Linked DNA regions of Triticum aestivum: region 2 is linked to region 1. The links are chromatin contacts, called in public Hi-C maps. All regions are on one chromosome and are shown on one strand. The core of a region is the stretch at or near the end of the contact, and the rest is flanking DNA. Distances in the headings are between cores, read along the strand shown.

Region 1 (6,121 bases), core at 1,920-4,419:
GCTTCTTGAGCCAATCGAGTGCTGATGTGCTCCAGCTTAGTGCCAACAATAAGCAGAAGCTGCAAGTTTATTTACCCCGAGCAGTAAGAAACTCCTCCATGGAGGTAACTGGAGAATGTATTTACTAGAGTGACATGGAGTTGTTAAGGTACTTACAATCAAGGGCAAGAAAGACAGCCAGAAGTAAGTGTGCCACCCTGCATTGACAGTAGATCAAACATTAACAGTGAGAGAGAAAAAAACATGCTAGTTCAAACAATTCCAACACAAACTACTTGTTACTGCGATCCCGAATTGTTCTAACCAAGTAGCATAACTTGTGGTGACAGAAATGACAGATCGTAAACATGGTTACAAGTCTAAATCGTATTGTTCTCTTAGGATCAGTATATCTTCGGGCAAACAAATATACGAAGGGACTTTAGGAGTTACCATTTATATTCAGCAGCAGGAAGACGATAACGAAAAGCCATAGGTACCAGCTGCATGCATGTGAGCATCATTAGGTAAACCAAACAAATTTTATTTAAGCAACCAAGTAGGAACTTTACCCAATACTAACCTGATTCCAACTACTTCTTTGAAGTCATGCTCGAGGGCACGAACCATGTACTTGTGGAAATCAAAGTCTGGGCAATTTGGGTAGTGCCGCTGGGAGGGGGGAAATGGCCAGTATCCTTGTTAGTTCACTAGGAAAACCAGGACACTCATGATTGTGCAGAAGTCACTGAACAGTACATCTTAGTATCTTACCAGAACAAAAGCTGATCTGAGTACTTGATAATCTGGTTTACCGACAGAATTATAAAACTGCTTGAAGAATGCAATCTGAAATCATATGTGAATAAACCTTTGGAATCATCATACATATAATATACCGAGTTCGCAATTTGAATTCGGGGAAATTTTACTTAAAGAATGCTTCATATAGCACAGAAATATTGCAATAACTATGCAGAAGCTATGATACTCAGCCATAACAAATGTTTTACTGTGGTCAGATCATTGTAGTTAAGGCTATATTAGTGTTTGGTTTAGTCATGATATTGCCTTGTTGCAGAGGGGCCTGAAATAACAAAAAGAAGTGGAACACTGCACTGCACTTCATGCACATGCCATCAAAGTATCTTCATGTCATAATAGCTTTCCCTATCATTGTTATCCTTAGCTGACAATGAACCATCTTCAAGTGTTCTACTCACTTTTTGAAATAACAATTTGACCACAAACTGAATATTCAGTAATTTACTGATGCCTTCCCCTGTTTAATTTCATATATGCAGCCATGGTGTTTAAGATGTAAAAATATGATTTGATAGCACTTTCTCTCTTGCGAAAATAAATTGATAACCACTCAAAAAAGCAGCTTCATTTTACTTGGGTAAACTCAAATAATTCTCATGCCATTGTCATTCGTATTACGAATTAAGGATTTAAAATTGACTTTATAACAAAAGAGAAGCATAAATGCATAATAAGAGGGTTATATTACTTACAATCCATCTTACAGCAGATGGTTTCATCCAGCCTGGCGTCTTTTCACGCTCCTTGATTCTTCCTTGTTGAATTTCTTTCTCCCATTTATTCCACGTTCTCATCTACAAGAGCTTAACCTAAATGTGTTACCTTCACTATCATGTCACATGAAACACGTATTCAGCCCCAGTAATAATAATTAATAGTTAATTAGTTATACCTTAGCTCCACCAAGTAACAGCGTTGTAACACAGAACAAAACATGCACCACACCAAGTACAAAGATAAAGATGTGCAGCTGATGCAGAGCCTCTTCAGATAGCATGGGAACTTCACCCTGCATAAGGGCAGGAATAATGTTTCAGAATGACCAGTCTGGTAAATATCCTTTGCGATTCTTGGGACTGGCAATGTCTAGCAATTAGCATTAAACAGAAGTAATTATGTTTTGCTACTAAGAATACTACATCAACGCTGCTATCAAAGGAAAACAGAAGACACTGAAGCTAGAGTCAGATATTTAGTTAATAATGAACGGCACTAAATTTGATGCCAGCACTATCTTCACAGTTCATGGTCTACCTTTCTCTTGCAGAATGTGGCAGCATCTTCTCTGGCTTTGGACTCTTCAATGCATGGAAGCATGATACGTGCAGCGCTCTCGGGGATGCAAATGCGGTTGATGAGATTTTGACAGACGCTTAGTAGGAAGGAAATGAAACCCAGAATCATCAACTCTGCACAAGTAACCAGCAAATAGATTAGGCAAGACGAACAAACAGTTTTATACGGCAAGAATGAACTGGTACGAGACATTCTGATTTGTGCGTGGAAACTTTTGTTGGTTGGTATCTGATGTTACTCTCCATATTGATTACAATCAGTTCAGCGCAATTTTAAACAGGAAACGACTAGCACATATACAGATCATCAGAAGAACTGTACCTTCAGGTTCTATTAGCCACGGTGCTTGAGATAATTGAGGTAAACATTTGCCGTGATATCGAACAGATAAAAAAGAAGTTATGCAGCAATCTAACTAAATCCGAGGATAATGCTACCTTCTTTGACTCTCTGCAGGGCTGAGAATAGTGCTTCTTGTCCATTGAATTTGAGCACCTGCAGAAAGAAACGTTTCTTATTAGCATATCATCGAAAACTTCAATCAAAATACAAAATTTGCGCATACGCGGAACAGGAAGCAGACTAAATATGCTTTACAAACGTAACAGAGACTATAACAGGAATGCGAAGCAGATGGGTAGGTAGGGGGGCGCTGTGCCTTGCCGAGGCGGTGGAGCAGGCGCTCGGCGGCGAGGGAGATGGCGACGATGACGAGGCAGACGGAGGCGACCACCCACGTCGGCGTGAGCGCCAGCGACTGCGCCTCCTCCTCCTGCCCCATCTCCTCCTCCTCCTCCTCCTCTCCCGCCTTGCCGAGCCGAAGCCGCTACCCGCACCATGTGGCTGATATAGGAGGAGGCAGGCACGCCGGTGGTGGGGCATCACGGCACTGCAGAAGCGACCTGCGCCACGGGCCGGTCCTGCGGCGGGGACAGCGCCCCCGGGGGTCCCGCGAGCGCCCTTTGTCCCGGCGCGGCGCGGGCTGGACGCCGCACGTGACCGTGGCCACGGCCTCTCGACTCCCGTCGCTGTCGTCCCCCGCGAGGAGCCAGGCCCCGCTTCCCTTTCGAGTTTTGTTCCCGCCTGTGGAACTCGTGAGCGGCCGGTCCCTTTCGGGCGCTTCGACGGCGACAGCAGGAAGAAGATGCCAAGGAAAAAAATTTGTTGGCGTGCAATGGACTCTGTTTGGGGGCCCAGTGGGCTGTACCGACGTGGACGGTGGACCTATCGGGAACGCAAGAATGAAACGATGCGCGCACGTGTCCCGTCAGGTATCAAAATGTTTGGACGGGAATCGCCTTGGTGGTGATAGATGACCCGTCCACGATTTTTGTGGCTCCTCTGACGTTGTGTTTGGGTACGTCAGATCATCAAAACCATCCCAAAATATAGCGTTAACGCTCTTATATTATGAGGCAGGAAGCGTGGATTTGTGATAATTCTTGCATTATTATATGTTTCGATTGGATTAGTTGCCTATAGTTTGGATCTGGTTGGTTTTTAAGATTACAGAGTTGAACTGGTTTTATTTGTTGAGCTTTCCAAAATGTTGCTGATATAGCGAAGTGAGCATAGCTTAAATGGTTACTCATCTATGTTTATTATATTTAATACGAAATCATATATTTTGAATTCATTTCAGACTTTTCGACAATGTTTCTTTAGTGGGAGACGAAGCTCTCGTTGATTACGAGATGCGTGTGGAGACTTCGTTAATTTTAAGATTTATCGGTTCGAAAGAGCTCACAAGAGTAAGGTGAATGTTGCCGATATACAAAGAAAATGAGAAGCTAAATGCAAAAGGTTCTTTTCAGCTAAGATTTTGATGTTCAACTAGTGAAAATGACACACCCCTGCCTAGAGCAGATTTTCTAGGACACAACCCGTGTGAACAATTTTTCTAGAGCATATCCATAACCAGCAAATCTTGAGTGACGGGTCAAGAATTCTATCCTCTTTGCTCCACATATGTGATTGTCATGTCGGTATATGCAAATCGACTGCTCATCCCTTCACTCTACATGGTTCCCTGGTCCCTCCTATAGATCTTTAAACGTCACAGTTGCACATAGAGACATATTCATGCGTACTTAACAACAAGAGTGCAATTCTTAATATGTGTTTTAAGATAATTTCTCTTATAAAAGATGAGTTTGAATTTATTTTTCATAAAAAATCAAATTTCAAAAGCAAGTATGAAACAAAATTGAAGGAAACACCAAGTTATGAAAGCAAAGATTCAAAATCCTTGTAGTCTGCTCACGGAAAAGAATTCTATAAGACCAGGTCTCACGGGTTAGCAAGTGAGACTCATCCTGATGGATGACCCGTGGCATTCACAAATCATAAAGCATCTACCCCACCCCCATCTGAAATCAGGGGGAGAGATTAGATGATTTGTGATTTGTGAATGCCACGTGTCATCCATCAGGACGGGTCTCACATGCTTTATATGAGACCTGGTCTCATATAATTTTTTTCCGTCTGCTCACATCCAAGCTAGCATTGGTTGCAATAGCGCAACTGTTGAATTAGTTCAAATCTACTATATCTAAATAGCTAGTCCCCACTACTAGAAATTCTCTAGCTTCTCCTTGAGCCACATCACCCAAATTATTTTAGCCGTTGGATATACTACATTAGTCTACCACAGCCATGAGATCTACACTTGGGAGATGTTGCTCCAAGCTCATGCACGCATGCATGCAATGCCTCTGGTAACTGATGCCTAAACATGCATGCGATCCCCATTTATTTTGTCCATGCGCTACATTTGATATGTGATCACATCGGTTCCTTCAATTAACCTGCCGTTTCATTGTCCCACTAATCGAAAACAAACCGATGTGCGCAAGCTGAGGAGGCTCTCAATCTCTGCTCCCAAACTCCTTGGCTCTACCTCCAGACTCCAGTGTACTTCCCATATGATGCATCAACTTCCACTCCAGCTTCTCATTTGGCTCAGCCTGAACCTTCCCATGCAAACAACATACACACCCCCAATCATGGACCATGGAAGATCGCGTCAGCCTTTCACCGATGACCTCCATACATGTTGCCTGTACGTGGTCTCCCTCATTATCTTCTAGGTCTCTGATTGTTTGTTTTTTCTCCATTCGGATAGTCAAGGCACGCAAAATATGAGCTTAGTTTGCCTCCCTTTCACGTAGTTGGCTCTCCTTTAAATTAATCATTCAATTTACCTCGGTTTTGATTATCACTGCATTTCTACAATTGTATAATCTTGCCTCTGAATTAATGTTTCCTTGAATCAGTCAGTACGTTGCATCATTCCTGTTCAATGGAATGCCCAAGGTGAGAAATTTGGTAGTACACAAGATTGGTCTACCTGAATCAGCAGGTAACACTCTAAAGACCAAGGAGATCCCTCCTCGCCTTTGATCTTCAATTTTGTTGCCGATGCCCTCTCGGCCATGGTGAACAAGGCCAAGGCCGCTGGCCACGTCCGAGGTGTTGTTCCTCATCTGTGCCCCGGAGGGATCACCCACCTTCAATACGCGGACGACACCTTGCTTCTCTTCGAGCCTGACGATAATAGTATAGCCTCGATCAAGCTCATCCTTCTCGCTTTCGAGATCATTTCTGGCCTGAAGATTAACTTTGCTAAGAGTGAGGTGATTGCCATAGGGATGGACGATCACCAGGCCACCCGCATTGCCAACTTACTTAACTGCAAACTAGGGAATTTCCCATTTAAGTACCTAGGCCTTCCCATTTCAGACAAACACATCTCGATCCTCGAATGGGAACCCTTATACGGCAAGGTGGCGAATCGGGTCAGCCCCTGGCATGGCAGGTTCTTGTCCTCTGCGGCCAGGCTGATTCTGACTAATTCCAGTTTGTCCTCCCTGCCCCTGTTTACTATGGGCATGTTCCTGCTGGCCGACGGTGTCCATGCAAAATTCGACACACCCAGGTCTAAGTTCTTTTGGGAAGGAACTGGGAACAAGAAGAAGTACCACCTTATCAAGTGGGCGGCGCTTTGCCGCCCCAAGAAATT
Region 2 (6,121 bases), core at 2,037-4,536, 170 kb after region 1:
CAGGAAGCAGCTGAGCACGCCAGCGGCATCGGTTGGAAATTCCTGTACTAGAGGATCTATGCACATATCTGCACCCACAAGTGCAAGGTTTGTTCCTAGAGTGTGGAATGATTTATAAATTTGGTGTGAAATATCTGTTTCTTTTTTATGTAAATTGCTCCGTTCTTTGTGCAGAAGTAGCAGCAGCGGCATCCGACCTTACAAAGCTGCAAAGGCACTCCGGATTTCCAACGGGAGGAACGCAGCGGTTAAGGTAAGAGCAAACAGTGCCCTGGGATGATTCGTAGGATTATTGTTATAGACTGAAATCGCTTCCAAATCACAGCACTTGCTAATGTGGTTCTGTTGTAGACTGAAATGCTGCAGAAGTCCACAACATATGAAACCCATTCTGTTGGAGGAAGGAATGCTTTGTCAAAAGTTACTGTAAACGGCAACGAACAAAACAGAAAGGTCTGTTCTTTTCTTTTTGCATGCATGGGGTAACCAGTAACCACTAGCCAGGGATCTGTAGAAGTCGTATAAATCCATATGTCTATATACAAATTCATAGGTCCCCGCAAAAAAAAAAAATCATCGGTGACTATAAAAAAAACTAAAGGTTGGTTCGTGCACACATCTTGTGTAGGTAATCTCGTCGCGTGATGGCAAGAGGAGCAACCTGGCGTGCAAGAGCAAGCCAAGGTATTGCCATTTGTGCGTATTATTATGACTGACTGACTGATCACTACACAGATACTCCCTCCGTTCCTAAATATTTGTCTTTCTAGACATTTCAAATGGACTACCACATACGGATGTATGTAGACATATTTTAGAGTGTAGATTCACTCATTTTGCTCCGTATGTAGTCATTTGTTGAAATATCTAGAAAGACAAATATTTAGGAACGGAGGGAGTAGAATTTATGTGAATTGCTGAAAATCTGCCACTTGATTGTTCATAGCTCCGTATGTAGTCATTTGTTGAAATATCTAGAAAGACAAATATTTAGGAACGGAGGGAGTAGAATTTATGTGAATTGCTGAAAATCTGCCACTTGATTGTTCATGAAACAATTCTGTTTCTTTGTTAATGGAACAGTTCTGTTTCTTTGTTAACTGTGCAGACAGGAGAGGCCGCGATGGCGATGACGCGCCACTTGAGGAGCAGTTTGAGATGCGCGAGTTGGCACGGTTACTTGGTTGTATGGTTGTTCAAGGGCCTTCTCTCAACCTCGGTATAGTATTAAGGTTGTATGTTAGGCATGATGTTTTGCTGCTGCTTGTGACCTCTATTCTACCATGAGGCGTGATATATGATTCTTGTGTCAAGTTCAGAGCAAGGAAAGAGCAGGGAAGGCAGCGCTGTTTCGCCACAGATTGTTTGCCTGTTGTTGTCTGGTTGGTGAGTGAAAGCGAGACGTGGGAATACTAGCGATTAACTTGTGCTCGGAGCTACTGGAATTGCGGCCATAACGCTACGATTTGTCTCCACGTGTCTGCTGATTGTAGGTTTTCCTTCTGTTTGTGAGAGCTTCTCCAACAACTAGCCGTTGGGGTAAATTTTAGGGCACAAAAAAGTGACTTTTAGGACACTAAAAATTGTTCTTCTCCAGCAATTGTCCTATTTTAGGGCACTCAGATATACTAAAACATCCGAACTACTTGATCACATTGCACACATGCAAACTTTCAATTGTTCAAATATCTAAACATTCAAACTTACAAATCTCCAAATAGTTTTAAACATGCAATGATCTAAACATGCAAACATTTGAATTTAAACATAGTAGACTCCTCATCACTCTCACGCGCAAGGCTATCCTAGTCAATGTCAGAACCCTCGTCGTTGGACTCCACCTTAATCATCTATGAAGGCCTTAGCTGGTCCTCCTTACCATAGCACTATTTAGCCTTGAGAAAAGCCCCTTTCTCATCAACATCTCGACTTCGCTCGTTGTTTGAGGAGATCAGATCTATCCCGGGAATCCAAGGATGCAGAAATATGAAATCGAGCACAGATTACAGGAAACAAGCATACAATCTTACCTTCTAGGGAGTCGAGGAACAACAGATGAGATAGCCAGGGGGCTGGGTATTAGGTTTCCTTTTCCGGTCGCGCTCATGGTCCCTCTTCTAGAACCACTCTGCCTTGTACTGCACGAGGTGCGGATTTTCTGCTCTGAGCCTCACAATGGCCGCCTACTCACTCTCCCAGGTATCCCGCTCCTCGAGGACACATCAGGTCTCCATCTCTCGCGGGGCAGGACACAATGGTCACTAGCGGCCCGATGAACCCCGCATCCTCCCGCGTCTCGATCTTTGCTTGCGTTCTCCACCGTCTCAAAGCTGCCGAGCCAATACCGTCGACCGTTGCACTGAAACTCGACTGAAAGGATCGAGATGGACCTAGAGGGGAGGATGGTGAGTAGGTACACTTACAAAATTTAATATTTACTCCCTTTGTAAAGAAATATAAGATCGACGGTATATGTTTCTTTACGGAGGGAGTATTAGTTAGCAATTTAGTCCATATGCGGAATATGAAAGTGAGCGTAACAATTTGCAAAGGTGTTTCTAATGCTACCAGTAGCAATATAATCAACAACAGCCAATTACAATATAACAAGTAAAGACAAGGAGACAAATAAATCACAAGTAAGAAGCCAGGGTTAGTGATAATTAACTGAAACTCTAGAGACGAGGATATATCCCAATATTCACTTCCTTGAAGGGAACCTAGTCACTGTTGGAGCATTGGAGTTACCCTAAATCCAGGCTTCCACCTGCCCCTCTCTATGTGAGCAGAGCATGACTTGGCCCACCCTTAAACGTGTGTGGCACGACATGAAAAATGGTTCACGGCGGCATGTTTATAAACGGGTCATCCCATTGCCGACACCTGTGCCGCACTTTCAGGCCTAGGTATGACACAACTGCTAAACGGGCCGACACGACAGGAAACAATGGTCAGCGGCAACACGTTTATAAACGGGTCGTGCCGTGCCGGCACACGTGCCGCACTTTCAGGTCCACGCATGACATACTTGCTAAATGGGCCGGCCCGACACAACACGTGTGTCGGTTGGCCCGCGTGCTATTCAGCTTTTGGGCTGTTTTGTGCCTATTTTTGGCATTTTAGGTTGTTCAAAAATAAAAAAAAGTTCAAATATAAACGGGCTGTGCCAGCACACGGGCCTTGCCTCATGCTGGGCCGGGTACACACGACGTGCCAGGTACGCATGATTTTGGCCCGGCCCGCGTAGCACGGCCCAGATGGCCAGGTCTGCGTGCGAGCTTAGAACAGCCGATGCCCTGGGCCCCCAGGATAGTCAGCTTCGCTGCAGCGCCTGATGAGCATGCTCCGCCGCGCTCTCCTGCTCGGCCACCGCCTCCGCCGAGGCTTCTCCTCGGGTGCGGACCTGCCTCCGCCGCGCCCATCTGCCAGCCGCCGCGTGGTCGTGACGGGGCTGGGGGCCGTCACGCCACTCGGCCGCGGCGTCGGGTCCACCTGGGACCGCCTCGTGGCCGGAGACTGCGCGGTGCGCGCGCTCGCCGCGGAGGACCTACGCCTCACCGGGGATGCCGCGGGGAGGACGTTGGAGCAGCTCCCATCCAGGGTCGCCGCCGCCGTGCCGCGCGGGAAGGGCGAGGCCGAGTTCGACGAGGAGGCGTGGACCAAGGTTTATGACTGACACTTCAGTAGCCCCTAATCATCCAGTATACATTGGTTTTCCCACTGTTGCCGTGAGATTGGATTGGTGCTCTTTTTTCTGCACATGATTGTTTCACGTGCGATTTATCATATATGAATTGCTAGTTTACATGCTTGATATAATTGATTCGAGAATGGATTTCATGTATAAGCTGCTCAACAGAAATTTAAATGAAGCTGTTACTTTCAGCAAACTATACAAGCTTTCCTGTAGACAATGCTGCAATACAGTCATGTCATAACTGGTACTGATATAAAGACCCTTATCTTCAGTGCCATTAGGAGTAACACAGTCTTCAATGCCACGGCACTTTGCTGAACCTGTTTTTCGTGTCGTTTCTGTCAGATATCTGTATGATTTAAGTAGATAGATTGTCTCTCTTTCTCCCTCTTCTACAACTGGAAATCTGTTGTGTTCTGATAAGATGCTATCGTGTGACTATAATATGCAACTGGTGATGTTATCTGTCTCACAGTTAAACTTTGTTTCATATTTCGAACTGTTGATTTAACATTTTTGTTTCCAGGACAGTAGATCTATATCGGGATTTATAGCATATGCTCTATGTGCAGCTGATGAGGCTTTGAGAGATGCAAATTGGTTGCCTTCAGAAAATGAGAAGAAGGAAAGAACGGTACCAATTGCTTTTGGTGGAAGCTCTTTTCCTTTTTTTGTGTTTTTGCCGAGTTGCTGGATCTAATTAGAACCTTTATCAGGGTGTTTCAATTGGTGGGGGAATCGGAAGCATCTCAGACATTTTAGATGCATCACAGCTGATTGCTGAAAATGTTCGTACCAACAGTCACTGCAATTTGCTTTATTCTCACTCTTTTCCTTCTGTATTGTTAGTCATTGTGCAGCTATAGTGATTCTCCCTTTTATATTATATTGCTATGTGCCGAGTGAGAAATACAGTGTTAGATACAAGCAAAATAATGGCGGCTATCGGCTGGCCACTGGCATTACTGGTGGGCGCCAGTAGCGTTAAGATAAGAAAATTCATCTGATGTTAGCTACTCAAGTACTCCCTCTGTTCACAAATATAAGATGTTCTAAACTTTTTCTGAATCAGATGTATAGAGACACGTTTTAGTGTGTCTGTTCATTCATTTCAGTCCGTATGTAGTCCATACTGAAATAGCAAAAACATCTTATATTTGTGAACGAAGGGAGTAAGTTTGAAGAAAATTGTGAGAAGATATGTTATTTAATCAATGAACAGGAAAACTGAGCGCTAACCGGCCAGGAATAGGATAAAAGGGCAGCCCGGTGCACGTAGCTCCCGCTTGCGCAGGGTCCGGCGAATGGTCTGACCACTTTGGGTCTTTTGTACGCAGCCTTCTCTGCATTTCTGCAAGAGGCTATTTCCAGCGGCCAGGAACGGGATACATTGAATTTTTAGTTTACACTTGATAGTTGAAACTAGCCATTACAAAACTACTTATTGGTGGATGCTACTGGCCAAGACCAGCACTTTATCATATCTGATTTTTTTTAATTCTTCGTTTACATGAGAATCAATCTATTTTTACGTCTTTTCCAAATCTTTGGCCTGCACAATACATGGCTTGCAATATATTCCCTCCGTCCCAAAATAAGTGTCTTAACTTTATACTAGGTTTTATTTTGGGACGGAGGGAGTAACTCATTATCTTCTGGTCACTTCCAGCACTGACGTGTGCAATTTATTTTCTTCTGAATGCAGCGTCTACGCCGTCTCAGCCCATTCTTCATCCCCAAGATTTTGATCAACATGGCATCAGGTCATGTCAGCATGAAATATGGTTTCCAGGTGTACATTGTTATTGTCATATGCCATAGTTCAGGCTTTTGTTTCCATTTTGTATAATTATTGCATGAATCACATTGATATTTAATTATTCAAACCTAGGGTCCAAACCATGCTGCCGTGACAGCTTGTGCCACAGGCGCTCACTCTATTGGTGATGCTACACGGATGATTCAATTTGGAGATGCAGATGTGATGGTGGCTGGAGGAACAGAGTCTAGTATTGATGCTTTATCTATAGCTGGATTTTCTAGGCAAGTATGTTCGCATCTTCACAATTGTTTTGATTTGCTTAATTTCCCAACTACTCTGTCTAGATGCTCCTTAAGGTTTCAATGTACACCTGTTGACTGAAGGTTGTAGGACAAAGTAGAGAACTCATGTTTTTGTCCACAAACCACTCGTGGTCGTGGCTCATAATATCATATGCAAACTTAATCTGTTTATCCAGAAAAACTTAGTTACAGTCACACTCTTGCACTTTTTATCCGCTATCCCCATCACTAGTATTGCCAAAACCATCTTATTTTCACTATAATGTTCTGCAGGTTAAGGGCATTGTCTACAAAGTATAACTCTCTTCCACAAGCATCTTCGAGGCCATTTGATTGTGGCAGAGATGGATTTGTGTACGT

Evidence for each region. Hi-C and Micro-C count contacts between places; a contact is called where the count stands out from the background.
Region 2: a contact with region 1 is called in a Hi-C map of leaf, with 5 times the contacts expected there. The contact joins the promoter of LOC123136726 here to the promoter of LOC123136723 in region 1. A contact is called at or near these places in 2 of 5 Hi-C or Micro-C datasets (both in leaf) and 1 of 1 datasets of contacts at active chromatin or transcription factors (leaf).

The regions. Positions count from the first base shown.
Region 1 is chr6B:232,293,220-232,299,340 of IWGSC CS RefSeq v2.1, forward strand. It overlaps LOC123136723 (MLO-like protein 1), which reads right to left and starts at 3,170. Exons shown (of 13, transcript XM_044556198.1): 1 at 2,759-3,170; 2 at 2,538-2,595; 3 at 2,059-2,213; 4 at 1,697-1,813; 5 at 1,497-1,598; 6 at 754-828; 7 at 563-651; 8 at 433-482; 9 at 157-197; 10 at 1-59. The coding sequence starts at 2,881.
Region 2 is chr6B:232,465,184-232,471,304 of IWGSC CS RefSeq v2.1, forward strand. It overlaps LOC123136726 (3-oxoacyl-[acyl-carrier-protein] synthase, mitochondrial), which reads left to right and starts at 3,287. Exons shown (of 13, transcript XM_044556205.1): 1 at 3,287-3,664; 2 at 4,270-4,331; 3 at 4,414-4,485; 4 at 5,403-5,489; 5 at 5,589-5,740; 6 at 6,035-6,115. The coding sequence starts at 3,292. LOC123136724 (protein WVD2-like 7) reads left to right here. Exons shown (of 11, transcript XR_006467247.1): 6 at 4-87; 7 at 175-253; 8 at 352-453; 9 at 629-684; 10 at 1,109-1,232; 11 at 1,320-1,359.